2 separate regions of the Oryctolagus cuniculus genome follow, and region 1 is linked to region 2. The links are chromatin contacts, called in public Micro-C maps. All regions are on one chromosome and are shown on one strand. Each heading gives the region's core, a stretch centred on a gene start, on an enhancer-like site or on the middle of the called end of the contact. The rest is flanking DNA. Distances are from core to core; before and after follow the strand shown.

Evidence for each region. Hi-C and Micro-C count contacts between places; a contact is called where the count stands out from the background.
Region 1: a contact with region 2 is called in a Micro-C map of ear pinna, with 7 times the contacts expected there. The contact joins two enhancer-like sites. A contact is called at or near these places in 2 of 6 Hi-C or Micro-C datasets (ear pinna and an unstated tissue).

What each region holds. Positions count from the first base shown.
Region 1 is chr15:67,339,913-67,346,503 of mOryCun1.1, forward strand. All of the region lies in intron 5 of LRMDA (leucine rich melanocyte differentiation associated), which reads left to right. Among named protein-coding and RNA genes, the nearest start is that of LRMDA, 890 kb to the left of the region's middle. Within about 2 kb of position 4,564, at least 1 of the 8 cell types and tissues checked has an H3K27ac peak or open chromatin away from gene starts, as enhancers often do. A contact at or near this core is called in ear pinna, where this site is marked.
Region 2 is chr15:66,422,261-66,429,176 of mOryCun1.1, forward strand. ZNF503 (zinc finger protein 503) reads right to left here and starts at 5,793. Exons shown (of 2, transcript XM_008269924.4): 1 at 5,115-5,793; 2 at 1,802-4,395. The coding sequence starts at 5,420. The coding sequence ends at 2,752. It overlaps LOC108178441 (translation initiation factor IF-2), which reads left to right and starts at 5,878. Exons shown (of 3, transcript XM_070057149.1): 1 at 5,878-6,447; 2 at 6,772-6,916. The coding sequence starts at 5,878. Within about 2 kb of position 1,256, at least 3 of the 8 cell types and tissues checked have an H3K27ac peak or open chromatin away from gene starts, as enhancers often do. A contact at or near this core is called in ear pinna, where this site is marked.

The DNA of each region.
Region 1 (6,591 bases), core at 3,314-5,813, 920 kb after region 2:
TTAGGAGGCAGACAGAGGTGGGGTTTGTGCTCTCTTCCTTTTTCTCACTTGGTCTGCTTGGACAGTGAGTGGTCACAGTGTGTTGGAGCCATCTGTACCTTCAGTGGGAATCATCCCTGCAAGGCCAGTAGGTTCCTGTGAAGTACTTTCCTGATTGCTCTCAGGCCCGTAGCCTAGAGTGTAACGTTTGCTAATTAGAATATTGGTTAACTCCTCTAATCTCTCTGCACTGTGGTGTCTTCATTCTAAAACTCCGGTAAGAGCTACCCGTTGGCTGGTTGTGAGAATGAATGGGTTTGTCTTTTAGAAAAATGTCCATCTTCATAGTACAAAGAAAGGGAGGCCTGGGACTCGAGCTTTGCGGGATTAAGATTCAGATAAAATGGGGCAATTTACTCAGCTTCCTGCTTTACATCTGTATAAAGGAAATAATACTTCTCATCTTCCCCCACCCTCAGCCAAATCTCCAAGGAAATGAGACAAACTCTAAATCCATTCAGAAGCCAGGAGGAGTAGTCACAGCATACTCGCTGTGGAAGATCTATTGTAATCTCTCCAACAGGGGTGGGTGTGTAGTGGTAGGACTGAGAATAAAACAAATGACTGTTTTCCTTAGAAACTGGTAATTAGTCATGTGCCTATGAACAGATTTGATTGGTGATTTGCAAAAGGTGGTAAATATTTGTAATCAAAAATAGACTGTGCAGTCTGAGGATTTATGGCCTGTAGAGTCAGAGCCTTGTTTTATTTTTTAAGATTTTTATTTATTTGAAAGGCAGAGTGACAGAGGGAAAGAAAGGTCTTGGATCTGCTGTTCACTACCCAAATGGCTGCAATGGCCAGGTCTGAGCCATGCTGAACCCAGGAGCCAGGAACCCCTTCTGGGTCTCCCACATGGGTGGCAGGGGTCCCAGCACTTTGCCAGATGCATTAGCAGGGAACTGGATAGCAGCACCCTGATACAGGATGCCAGGGTCAGGCCGGCCCCAGGCTTGTTTTATTTCAAAATAGTAACTTGTAGGGGTACTGGGGTTGAGGGCACAAAATTTAAACAGAGTATCATTATAGAAGAATAGGAGGAGTTCCTCAGGAAAGCATTTTATGAAGCCTGAATGTTCTTATCCGTTGATCATGGCAGGAAAGCAGGCAAGAAAGCCGCATTCCACTCTGCACCAGTCGTCAGTTCTTGGGACGGGCCCTTGGCACGCAGTCTCCATTTTATCCTGTCTCCTAGGGACGTCGATGCCTTCCCAGCATGCTGCCGTGCCTGTGACCATCAAACCCGACAGGTTCTAGGCCTTTTCCTCCTGGAACAGACAGATCTCTTCTGCAGCCTCTTGAGTTTGGCCCTTCCTCTTACAGTCTTCGTTTCAGTTCTCCCTTGCGTTGCAGTTGTCAACTCATCTTATTCTGGAGGGTCAGCTACCTTAACAACGCAACAGTCACTTCCTCTCGGTGTGGTGCAAAGAGGACAATGCCGAGTCAGGAAGCCCTGCTGACAGAATCGGAAAGGAGGTCGAATTCGGGTGCTCATTGCCCTCTGGGGACACCCTCGAGGGACGTTACGTCTGCCGTCTTTCGCACACAGAGGTCTGGGGAGGGGAAAGGGGATGGACTATGTGAACATTCTGCAGGAGTCAGATTTGTGTGGCTACATCAGGCATTTATTTAACTTCAGAAAGAATACAAGGTTTACTTGGCTCGCAGTTGGGGAGGTTCAAGTTCAAAATCAGGCAGCCCCATTTGTTAGGCCTTGGATGAGGGCAGAGTGAAGCGGGTATGGAGGAAGGGTTGCCTGCTGAGCCAGGAAGACAGAGAGGCTGCACCCAACTCGGGCTTTTGAAACAACTCTGGAGAGCTGCCTTCAGTGGGCAGCACTGCCAATGACCTAATGACCCCCTCCCACAGACCAGCCATCCCTCACCTCCTAATGGCTCCACCACATCCCGCGGGACACCAAACCCTCTATCACATGGGCCTTTGGTAGATCCCCTAACTAGGACCTGAACGACAACCGTGCCAGGCCCGTACTGGATCACCCGTACATCTTAGGCTGCATTCCCTCAGTCTTCTGCAGAGAGGGGCAGGTTAATATGTGTTTCTGGACCAAATTAAATTTTGAAGGTGAAGAGGACTCTGTGCTGCTTTCTTCCTTAGAGTTCATATTGTCCATGAGAAGCCCTGCACTCAGTTACATTGAAGTAACAACCGTTAGAATTTTCAGTGTGGATATGAAATGCATGTGAGGTTTACAGAAGACACAGTGCAAATTTTATGAAGTCACCATTATCCTTGTCAGTGAAATTAGTGTATTTTTCTAATAGATATCTTCTGCCATTACAAACATGGAAATAACTCACGCTGTTATAAATTTTTACATACATGGGAGAGGAATGGCTTGAAATCCAAAGCTGCCAAGAGGAATAATTAGGAGCCACAGAAGAGATCTCGGTAATGTGACAGCAGCTTCTAAAACATCCCACAGGACGGAGAAGCGCAAGCTGGCTTGACCTATATCTTTAATAATACAGATCATTGCCCTTGGATTGAAGCTAAAGGGTAGGACCAAGTGCTGGCTTCCTCATGCTTTAGGAAAAATTGCCAAAGTTTATTTATGAATTCAACACACAATGGCCCCTTGCTTTGATAATGAACCGGCCAGGCTTTCTTAGTAGCAACTCAGCATGCGAAATTAAAAACAACAAGAAAAAAAATCCCACAAAACCACCTCAGAACATAATTTCTTACATTCTGTCACGCTTGGCAAAAAGTATTATGTAAGACCCAACTTAGACAAATGACTGTGTTAACAGTAGAAATAACCTTTTGTTTAATTAGAGAATAGGAGCTATCTGGGACAATAAAAATGGTTCCCGCTGCCCTCCGTCACCGTTTAATAAATATGATTGCGCCAGAGATAATAGTAAGTGTTGTTTATTTGTGCAGTATCACAGAGTTGGTAATTGTTCATGTTGTTGAGAGTTATCCTGTGTGGCGATCACAGGGGATTCAGAATTTGTTGCCTTTGATCCAAAAAGAGAAAATAACAAATGGGATCTTTAAAATGTTCCTGAACTCCGGAGGCCGAAGCAGTGGGCCCGGGGATTGTCAGAGCCTCTGTTGCTAGGACAAGATCTCCCCAGTGTCGTCGGGGGCCTTTGAGGATGGGTGGGTTATTTTTAACGGCTTTTTTTTTTTTTCTTCTGCAACTCCCTGAGGTCTTCATAGAAGATTTCTTCTCGGCAATGCCATTTCATGTTCACTGCTAATTTCTCGGCGTGGCTACATTCAGTAGCCTTGCAGGAGAGAGACACTGGGCCATGGTCTCCCAGCTGAGGATGGGTCTAGGGCAGGAGGAAAACCTTGCAGCTTCCTCCCGATCCTGGGGGATGCGGATCAGACTGAAGTTCACAGCAGCTTCCCCTGAGGCTGGCGGGGAGCACAGGCCGCAGGCAGTGGCCAGGCCCTTGGTCCGCTCCAGGCTGTGTGTAGCCGGGAGCTCTCCTTGTGGGGCTGCAGCTTCCTTTCGTTCATCGCTCCCGGTCATTTCCACTTGGTTTCTTTTGAGGAGAGGGGTTGTGTGTGTTCATTTGTTTTGTGTTTGCCTGGAGTAGATTCTCCATTTCCTGCCTTTTAGGGGGAAAAAGTAACTCTGGTTGGTGATGCTGGCTGATTTTTTTTTTTTTTTTCTTAAAGAGACTTAAGGGTGGTTCACTCTGGAAAAGGCGGGATCTTTTTTGAGATCTTTGAGCTAGCATGAGGCTGCTCTCACGGGAACGAGATGTGGCAGGAATTTGTATACAAATGTTTTGCACCGTCCCCGATTTCCTTGAGTCCTAAAGGGCCTTTTCTGGAAGGTTCCCACCTACGACCTTGATAAAAATACAGCTGCTATGTCGGAAGGGAAACACAACACCAGAAAACGCCTTTTCTTCACACAATTCCGTTTAAGCCTCAAAATCCCTGACGATCCCCAGTCTACTTTTGCGGTTTGGTTCCCACTCTCTAACTTTCCTCATCTGCTCCTGAAAGAAAGAAAAAAAAGCGTTTCTTCCAGGGCCTGATAAGTTGTAGGCCGACGCTTAGCAACAGCATTCCTGTGCCTTAAGTAGCTGCAAGGCCCTTGCTGAACTCTTTGATGTGACTGTCAAGGCAGATTTATTTTGTTTTAGCACATTGTCTACTTGTCCAGATGTATCAGGAGATAAAAAGGAGTCATGTTTACACTCCTCCCCTTTTTTTTTTTTTTTTTTTTTTTGGAGCTGTAATTAAATCGTGTTTTTGATGAGTCTCGGGGAGCTCCAGTTCAAGAAAACAGGAATTGGCTGGAGCAAGGGGGAAGAGGAAAACTCCCTTGGCAAAGTGACCACCTGATTTGGTAAGGGGAAAGAAAAAAAAAAAACCCTAGGAGCAGCTGGCTTGGTTCTGGGAAGCTGGAGATTTTCCTTGGAGTCTTTTGTGGAAAGCTCCCTCCTGCTCTTCGGTGCAGAACATCTTCAACCTTGTAGTTTCTAGTCTTTTTCCTTGTGCACTGCTAGAAGCCCCTGGTCCCCTCCCTTCCCCCCATGTTTGGCTGCCTGGTGCATATGTGACACATGGTTGTCAGTCTCAAGCAAATGCAGTCTTGAACTTCAGTGGTCTTGAATCCATAAATCTGCAATGAGCAAAGTTGAATTCCCCAGGAGTGGAATTGTGCCTGTTTTTTAATTTTTTTTTTTTAATTTAGTGATCAGTTTTTAAAATGTTCACATTGAGTAACACGTTCTGAGTTCTGTTAATGATCTGCGGTGAGCAGTGACTAGCAGGAAGCTGGCATTCGGGACTGCTGAGGGACCTGCCAGGCAGCGGCTAGCCCGGGAGCTTTTTTCTGCGGCTCGCTCGGGAGCTATTTGCATCCTAAATAGGTTACACTACAGCGCCCCCTTCTGCCGGCTGAGCTGTGTGACAAGGGGGACTTGCGCAGCACAGCCTTCACCACTGACTTGCTCCAGCCTGCTCAGCCCTGCCCTCCCCCAGTCCTGGGACCACCTGTGCTCACCTGCACTGCCAGGGTCTTCACTGGGGTTGCATATTGCATTAGTCACCCATCAGGGGCAAGGAAACACAATCAAGAAATGAAGGAGAGACAAAGATGGGTGTTAAAGCAAGGGAAAGCTGAGTGAAGTGTGTGCAACCCTGGGCGACTCCCGGCCCGCTCCCTCTGCCAGACCCCAGATCCCAGACTGATGTCACTGAACGCATCTTGGACACCGGGGGTGCGGGTTTTGGGTTTTGCATCTATAGACCAGCCGCAAGTACAGGAAGGAAGGTTTCCGCAGGACCACTTTGTTCAGCCCGAGCGTATCTTGTAAGGTGAAGGCCTTGTGCATGTGAGCAGCCACCTGGGTTCTGCTTGGAACGGGTGTATCTGCTGGGAATGGTGGTGTTAGGGGGCCGAACCATGCTGTTTCTTCACAGCTTGTAATTCACAATTTCGGGTCTGTCCTGAGAGGTGATCAGAGGGCAGCTTCAGGAGGTGTGGGGCACGGCCCTTAAGGAGCGAGCTGCCCAAGTGAAGCTTGCCATCACCAAGGCAGAAAATGTTAGGGGACGGCGGTGGGAAGAAAGATGACTGGTGCAGAGGTCTCGGGTGGCCAGGGCTTAGAGCCCCGGGGAGAGGAAGGTAAGGGCGAGGGCCAGGGCAGGGTCCTTCTAGGCAGTGTTGGGTGCTTTTCGCTTCTTGCAAGAACAACATCAGTTATTAGGTGTCTTTTTTTAATTTATAGTGGGGGAAGGGAGGCATCATCGGTTTTCTATTTAAAAGGAAGGTCCCAAGGTGCTCACTTGAGTTAGGAGAAAAAAAGGCCTTTGTTGGGAAAGAGCCTTCTCTAAGCAACAATAAATCAGTTCCCTGAAACCTCCTGTAATTCAGTAAAGGAAGGGGTGGGAGAAGAGGGTGCCGGTTCTAGAAGCTGCGTCCCGGGGGCAAAGCGCGGGACCCAGGTCCGCACTCGGTCTTGACTTAGAGTCCTCAGGGCTCTTGGTCCCCTGCAACCAGCTTGTGACGCTGGTGTCAGGTCTTCGAGGGTATGCCACGAGCCCCCCCGAGAGCTGGTGGAGAATGCGCAGGCGCCGACCCTGCCTGCGAGATGAGGAAGGCAGACTGCGGTTTCTGTGACTGTTTACTTTTGAGAACTGGAGAATTCTGACGATGGAGGGAAAAGGGCCTGCGAACAAGCAGGACCTTTGAGTTTCCCAAGTGCTGGAAACTACAGTGGACAAAGTAGAATGGAATTAGGAATCTGGGAAAAAATGGCAGAAGACGGCTTAATGGAAGGAAAGTCATTGGAGAAATAACCCGGAACTTTCATCTTGTTTCTCCCCCGCGCCCCACCTGTCTTTTCCTTTATTCTCAATCTCTGGCATTGAAACTGTCCCAGCATCACGCACAGCCAGAATGGGACTTGTGGGTAGAAGGGGGTCCCTGTGTACTTTGCCAGTCCACGCTGTGTTCACGAGCTGGACACTGAGGCGTCGGGAGTAGGTGATACTGTTTCTTTAGGAAATAAAGCTTTGAATCAGTTTTGCATTTTCCTTTGGCTACAGGGAGAA
Region 2 (6,916 bases), core at 6-2,505:
CCCTTTAAGAGAGGAAGACAAAGCTCGTGGGTCTTCCATGGCCAGGGGGATTTCGGGCCCCACGCTGCGGGCTCGGGGGCCGCGCCACTTCCGCGACCCAATTCCCGCCTGCGGTGAGGGTCTTCTGGGAGCCAGCTGGGTGGACAGGCCGCCCCGTCGGCCAGGGCTCTCCAGGAGCCGAGCCGAGCCCAGCTTCTCTCTCGACCAGACTAGCGAGGGAGGTGGGCTGCGGCGTCCCGGGGCACTGCGGCCAGAGTGCGCGCTCCTGCTCCCGTTTCCGGGGTGTGGATCCGGCCCGGCATCGGTGTCAGGGGTGCGAGAGGCTGCTCCCTCCGGGGAGGCGGTGGCGGAGCTCGAGTCGCCAGCAAGTCCACTCTGGGTGGCGTCCGGGAGGTGGTGGAGCTTGGTCTGCGTGCAACCCGGGAAAAGGCCCCGCAACCGCGAGGCTAGTGCTGGGCCGCGGGTGGAGAGGCTCAAAGGCGCCTGCCCCTGCGGGGATGGACGCCGGGGCCGAGCGGCTGTCGGACCCAGGCCCGAGGCTGGGGGTGGACTCTGCGCGGCCGGCAGAAGCAGACGAGGGGAGGTGGGCGCTGAGGTTTGCTGGAGCTTCGGACAACCCAGCGTGGCCGGACCCCGGGCAGGGGGGAGCGTGGGGTGCGCGCTCAGCGCTGCGCTTCTGCGGTCCTGAGATCCCACGGAGGGCGCCCTGGGCCGCCGAAAGCTCGAACGCAGGCCTGGAGAGTGTGTGAGGGGCCCAGGGACCCCCGCCTTTCAAAGCGCTTCAGTCGTTTCTCTGCGTGCTTCCAGCGGCGCGTCTGGCTGCTTCGTCCCGAGGCCCAAGTTAGGGAGAAGGGAGCGGAGCGCAGGGCGGGGATCGGCTCCGAGACCCAGGCGCCTGCTGCGCTTCTGCCGAGCGGAGCTCCCAGCTCCAAACCGCCCTGGACGCGCACCTGGCCGCCACACGAGGCAGAGCCCGGGCGCCGGGACCCTGGGGGGCCCGCATTGGAAGGGGCTTCCGGATCCCGGGCCCCAGCGCGCTCTCCTGAGGCGCCGACCGGGACGGAGCGCCGGCTGCAGAGCCGTCAGGATGGGGAAAAGCAGCCGCGGCGCGGGCCCGCCCCGGCCGGGGCTCCAGAGGGAGGCCGGCGCCCGAGGGTGCGGCTGGCCCTCGGTAGCGCAAAGGAGAGCGGAGCGAGCGCGCCGTCCCCGAGGGTCCCGGGGGGCTCCTGCGCGCTCGCTGTCCAGGCCGCGGAAACGGGTTCCCCAGGTGGCCCTCGGCCCGCAGATCTGTCCCCGCTGCCCGCCCGGGACGGGCGCTGCTTGCAAAGCCAAGAGGGGAGACTGAGGGCGGCCGTTGGTCCCCGGGTCCCGGGCGCGGCCGGCGAGCCCTGGCCTGCTCGGCGCTCCGCGCAAAACGAAACCCAAATGCCCCCAAACCTCAAGAGGGAAATTTAACCCAAAAAAAAAAAAAAAAATACACACACACACAACCCGCTCCTCCCCACCCCTTTCACTTTTGACAAACAGGCTGCTGAGAGAAAACTTAAATAAAAACGGAGTGAGCAAGAGCGAAGAACAGTGTCCGTCCAAAACGTGGAATTCCCCCTTTAAACCTGCGTCCCTGCAGCTGGCGGCCCGTGTGGCGCCTCGGGCCTGGGGAAAATCACAACAAAGCAATCGGGAATTCGGCCGCGGGCCGGGGAAGCGGCCGCGGCGGCCCGGGAACCCACATCTGCCGGAACCGCTCTGTTCTCTCTAACCAAAAAAATAATTAAAAAAAAAAAAAAGGAGAAGTAAAACCTTTTAATACATCAAATATACGGAATTTTAATCTTTAAAGCGATACATTGTCTATTATTTTAGTACATGACGTAAACCTTGTCCCCTTCTCAGCGGGTGGACTTAAAAATTAAAAATAGTTAAGTGTTCCTTTTAAAGAACAAAATAAGGCAAATGAGGTTTTGGAATAGAATTGTTTTTCCTTTTTTTTCCTTCCAGAATACATACCAAAAAATACCCATTCTCTTTCGATGGCATACACCTTAAAAATAATTGCAATTTGAAATCAGAGCTGACAAATTGTGACTTGTTTAGGTTTTTTTTCATTTTTTGTAACAAACATGCATGTAAATTTGTGTTTCAATCAGACATTAAATAAGAACGTACGATACAATCATAGCAATTTTAAAGTAACATTTAAGAGAAGACCTCTAGTCTGGCGGTTTGTTTTTATTTATAATCTACAAGGGATGGGAGGGTTTCTCTTGCACATTTGCACCCTCGAGTTTTAATTTCGTCCCCTCCTCCTCCTCTTTTTATCTTTTCTTTTTTTTACCTACGGAGTTCAAACTAAATAATGCACTTTTGAACCACGGGTCCGCTTGGAGCTAACATAAATAAATACCAGTGTCCACCGGTTGAAGTCCTCAGATGAACACTTTCTCAATTACTTTTTCCTTCCTTTTCTATAAAAAGTCAAATGATTTTTTTCCTTTTTTTTTTTTCCCAACTTTTATAAAGTTTGAGTGGGGAGGTGGGAGGCGGGGGAAGAGGAGTTCCCCACCGGGTCTCGGTCGCCGAGGTGGGGTGGGTGGATGCGGTACACGGGGTTGCCTCTCAGGGCCCCGGGTGTTCCCGCGCGCACGCACACACGCTCACGCGGGGAGTTCGGCAACCTTGGCCGCCTTCGCGCCCCTCCCCCGGCTGCATGCCCTCGCTCACTCGCTCACTCGCTCGCCCTCCCGGCCGCCCTCACTGGTACCCCAGCGCTGAGGCTGTGGTCAGTCTCTGTCCGTAGAGTGCGTAGGGGGAGTAGTAGGGTCCGGTGGCAGCGGGCACTGGCACGGGCGCGCCGGGCGTGGGGAGCGGGCTCTTGGAGTAGGGGTGGTAGCGGCTGCTGAGTCCCAGCGCGTGGTGGGGGCTGCGCAGCGCCAGCGTCCCGGGGCTGCCCGGAGCGCCGGACGTGGGGATGTGCATGTGGCAAGCCATGGCGGCCGCGGCGGCGCTGGCCAGGGACGACGAGCTGGGGTAGCCCGACAACAGTTTGTCTGTCCCGGGGAAGGCCGTGTGGGTCCGCAAGTGGCTCAGCAGCTCTTCCGATGTGGCGAAGCGCTTGTCGCACGGCCCGTTGGCCGACACCCAGTTGCAGATGTGCGGGAGCGGGTCGTTGGGCAGCATGAAGCCATAGGGGTAGAGGGGGTGGCCGGCCAGTGAGGGTGGTGTGGCGCCCGCGGCAGCGGCGGCCGTTAGCGAGGAGTGCACACCGTGCAGCGGGTGCGTGGGGTACACCAGCGGGTATCCGGACTTGAGCGCCGCGGCCGCCGCCGCAGGGTCGTGTGCGCACGAGGCGCTGGCGGCTGCCGCCCCGGCCAGGTGGCTGGCGCAGTGGTAGCTGAGGCAGTACGGGTCCCGGCACAAGCTGGCTGTCATCACGGACGGCGGCGACGCTCCAGCCAACGGGCTTGAGCCAGCCGGCTTGCTGCAGCCCAGCGAGCCGGCCGCGGCCGCCGCCAGCTGTGCGCCCACCAGGCTGCCGGGCTTGGTGGGGTCGAGCGCCACGCCGTGAGGCAGGAACTGAGGCGGGTAGCCGGCATAGGCCCCGGCCAGGCTGCCCGGGTAGGTCATGCCAGCAGGAGGCAGAGGAAACACTGTCTGGCCCGGCTTGTAGGGCGACACTGGCGCCACCAGCCCAGAGCCCAGCACCGAGGAGGAGGCGGGCGCACCGGGGCCGGAGCCTGAGCCGGAGCCCGACGAGCCGCTGCAGTCCGCGCCCAGGGCCTTGGCCCCGGGACCGCCGTCTGCGTGCTGGTTCACGTCCACGTTAACCCCGCCGCCGCAGCTAATCCGGCCGTGCGCCAGCCCCGCGGGTCCCCCTTCGGCCGCTGCGCCCCCAGCGCCCTTGCCGCCGCCGCCGCCACTCGCGTCCGGGTCTTTCTTGTCGTCTTTGCCATCCGGACCGCCCCCGGCCGAGGGCAACAAGCCTCCCGGCGAGCAGGCCGAGGCGCTGGAGCTCGGGCTGCCTGTCCTGGGCGTGAACGGCTGGCAGGTGGCGCTCGGGACCCGGAATCCCGACTTCTCCGCCGAAGTGCCCCCGCCGCCGCCGCCGCCGCCACCACCACCACCACCCCCGCCGCCGCCGCCGCCTCCCGGCTCCTTCTTATCCGAGCCGGGTTTGGAGTACGGTTTGAAACTCGACTTGTCTTCCACGCCGATGTCACTCAGCTTGAGGGGGCCCGACTTGGCGTCCTTGTCGCCGCCGGCGCCGCCGCCAGCACCGCCCGCGCCGCCCCCGTTGGAGGCGACCGAGGAGAGTTTGGACGAGGGCGAGGGGTCGGGCTTCCCAATCTGCGAGCAGGTTTGCGCCAGCAGCGCCAGCGGGCTCTTCTTGGCATCCAGCTGCAGAGTCAGACGGGGAACGGATCACACGGAGAAAGAAGGGGGAAACCTTTAGAATCCTGGCCTCTGGGGTCCAGCCCCCCCCCCCATGCTGCCCGCGCAGATTCCCCCCAGCGACGAGGTGCGGAGCCGGGCGGCACCCCCACACCCACCAACATCCTTGCCCTAGGGACAGGCGGCGGACTCCCACCTCCGGGCAGAAGCTGTCCTGCCCTCTCCTGATGCGAATTGGGTTTTCAAAAAACACTCGCATAAGGTTTCGGGGTGAAAGGCTGGACCCAGGACGATACCCCTCTGCGCGCGCACCTTTGGATTCCTCAGAGCGAGGGCACGGGCGGCTGGAGCCTCGGAGGCTGTGCACGCGCCAGCTCCAGAGGACCCTGGCGCGGCTACTCTGCCACCGGATTCCAGACGCCCGCCGGCCAGCAGCGCAGAGGGTAGGGGCCTGGGTCGCGGTCGGGTCTTTCACACCGAAAGCAGCAGCAAGTTTTGGCCGCCCTGTCCCCTAGCCTTCGCCTGGAACCCAGGGTCCCGCCTCCTGCTCCTTTTCCGCCCCAGTTTGGAGGCGCAGAAGCGCCGTCTTCCCCTCTCCCCGGAGCTGAATCACCACGGACCCCACCCCCACCCTCAGGTCCCGAGAAAGGAAACCCTGCAGGGCGGCAGCCTGGGGAGTGGTCCCCCCCCGCGACCGGAGAGGGTGGGGGTGGGGGGTTCCTTACCTCGATGGGGCTGACGGGCGTGGAGGGCAGGGGCTGCAGGTACTCAGGGTGCAAAATGTGGCCAGTCCTTGCCGTCAGCATCTTCAGCACCTTGATGGGCAGGCGGTTAGCCTGGCGCAGAGGGTCGGAAGGGGGCACGGCGTGCACAAAAGGCTTGGTGGGGCCGGCCGGGGACGAGCCTGGGCCGGGGCCGGAGCTATTTCCAGAGAGCGCGCTGGTCCAGGCAGGGTCTGCGCCTCCGCCGCCGCCGCCGCCGCCGCTGGGCTTACTGCTTCTTAGGGCAGAAAGCGAGGGCGCTGTGCTCATGACCCACCCGCGCGCATGGGAGCAGCGGGGGGAGGGCCCGGGGCTGCGCGCTCGCCCGGGGATCAGGAACCGCAGCCGCAGGAGGAGCCGGCGCGCCGGGCGCCACGAGCCACGGGTCCCGGGCGGCCCACCGCGGAGCCGGCTGGGCTGCGGGTCCGCCTCGGGCTGCGCCCCTGCGCCGGCGCTGCGCTCAGCGATGTGAGCCGCTGCCTGTCCAGCCGGGGCTCTGGCGAGGAAACTCACTTCAAAAGCAGCTGCACCGAGGGGGAGATTAAAGCCTTTGCCGCCTTCCAATCAAATGGGAGCCCGAGGTGATTGGAGGGTCAAGGGGATGTGACGCGTCCCGCGCCGCCGCCGCCGCCGCCGCCAGGACTCTCCGAGCTGGTTTTAATGGGCAGCTCCCTCTTCGCCGCCCTCCTCTGCGTGTCCCCTCCCTCGTTTTCACTCCGAGGACGAGATGGACGTGTATTCTACGTTTGCCATCTGCCGCCTCCCTCTTTTTTTTTTGCCCTCCTCGTCGTCTGTCCTTTCCTCGGCTCGGAAAATTAACCGAAACCTTCTCTTGGAAGCAAGCAGCGGCGATGAGGACCAGTCTGCGGGCGTAGCCAGGAAGGGATCCGGCAGGCGTGTGGACACCAGCCAGATCGTCGGCGCCCGGCGGCGCGCACGGGGCCCGCACACCTGGTGGAACCGAGATCGCGCGCGGCGCGGCCACCCGGGGAAGGAGCCCGGGCGCGAGCGAGTTCGCCCGCCCGCTCTGGTTTCCCGAGACTCGGCGGTGGAGAAACCAGAAGTCACTCAGGCCGCGGAAGCGGTGGCTGCTCATCCCAGCGACGGGCGCCCGGCTCCCCGCCCTCCGCAGCCACGTGACACCCAGGGACCCGCCGATTGGGGCAGGGGCGAGGTCACGTGCTTCCTCTGTTTCACACTCAGTCTGTCCCCCCGCCCCCATTCTTACTCTCCCCTGCCGCCCTCCCCCCGCCCCGCGCCTTCTCTGGGCATCTCCACCCCTCCATCAATTGTCAATGTGCCTCGACCGCAATCAATCAGTTATTTGTCAGCTCTTGTCAATCCGCCCGTGATTTATGTCAGCTTTTGTTGCTGATTACAAGGCGGGTGCGACTTGCAGGGAAAAAGAGGGAGAAGAGAGAGAGAGAGGAAGGAAGAGACCGGGAGGGGACTGGAGGAGGGGGCGAGAGGAGCGGCCTCTAGGGATTGGGGTGGGGGCTGAGAAAAGAAAAAGAGGGGCCCGCCGGGGTGGGGAAGGCGAGGAGTGGAGTGCGCAGGTGCGCCCGGGGCGCCAGGAGGGCGCGCGACACCTCTCCCGGTGGTGGGGGACCCTCGCACCTAGGGGGCTTGGGCCCTAGAGTTTGTAGGGGGCGGGCTGGGCACCGGCGGCGTCTCGCACGGGACAGTTCCCGCCCCGCGTGGGGCGGTGAGGCTGCGGCTGCGTCGCTCGCCCCGCAGTGCCCCGGCGCCCCCTCCCAGACTTCTTT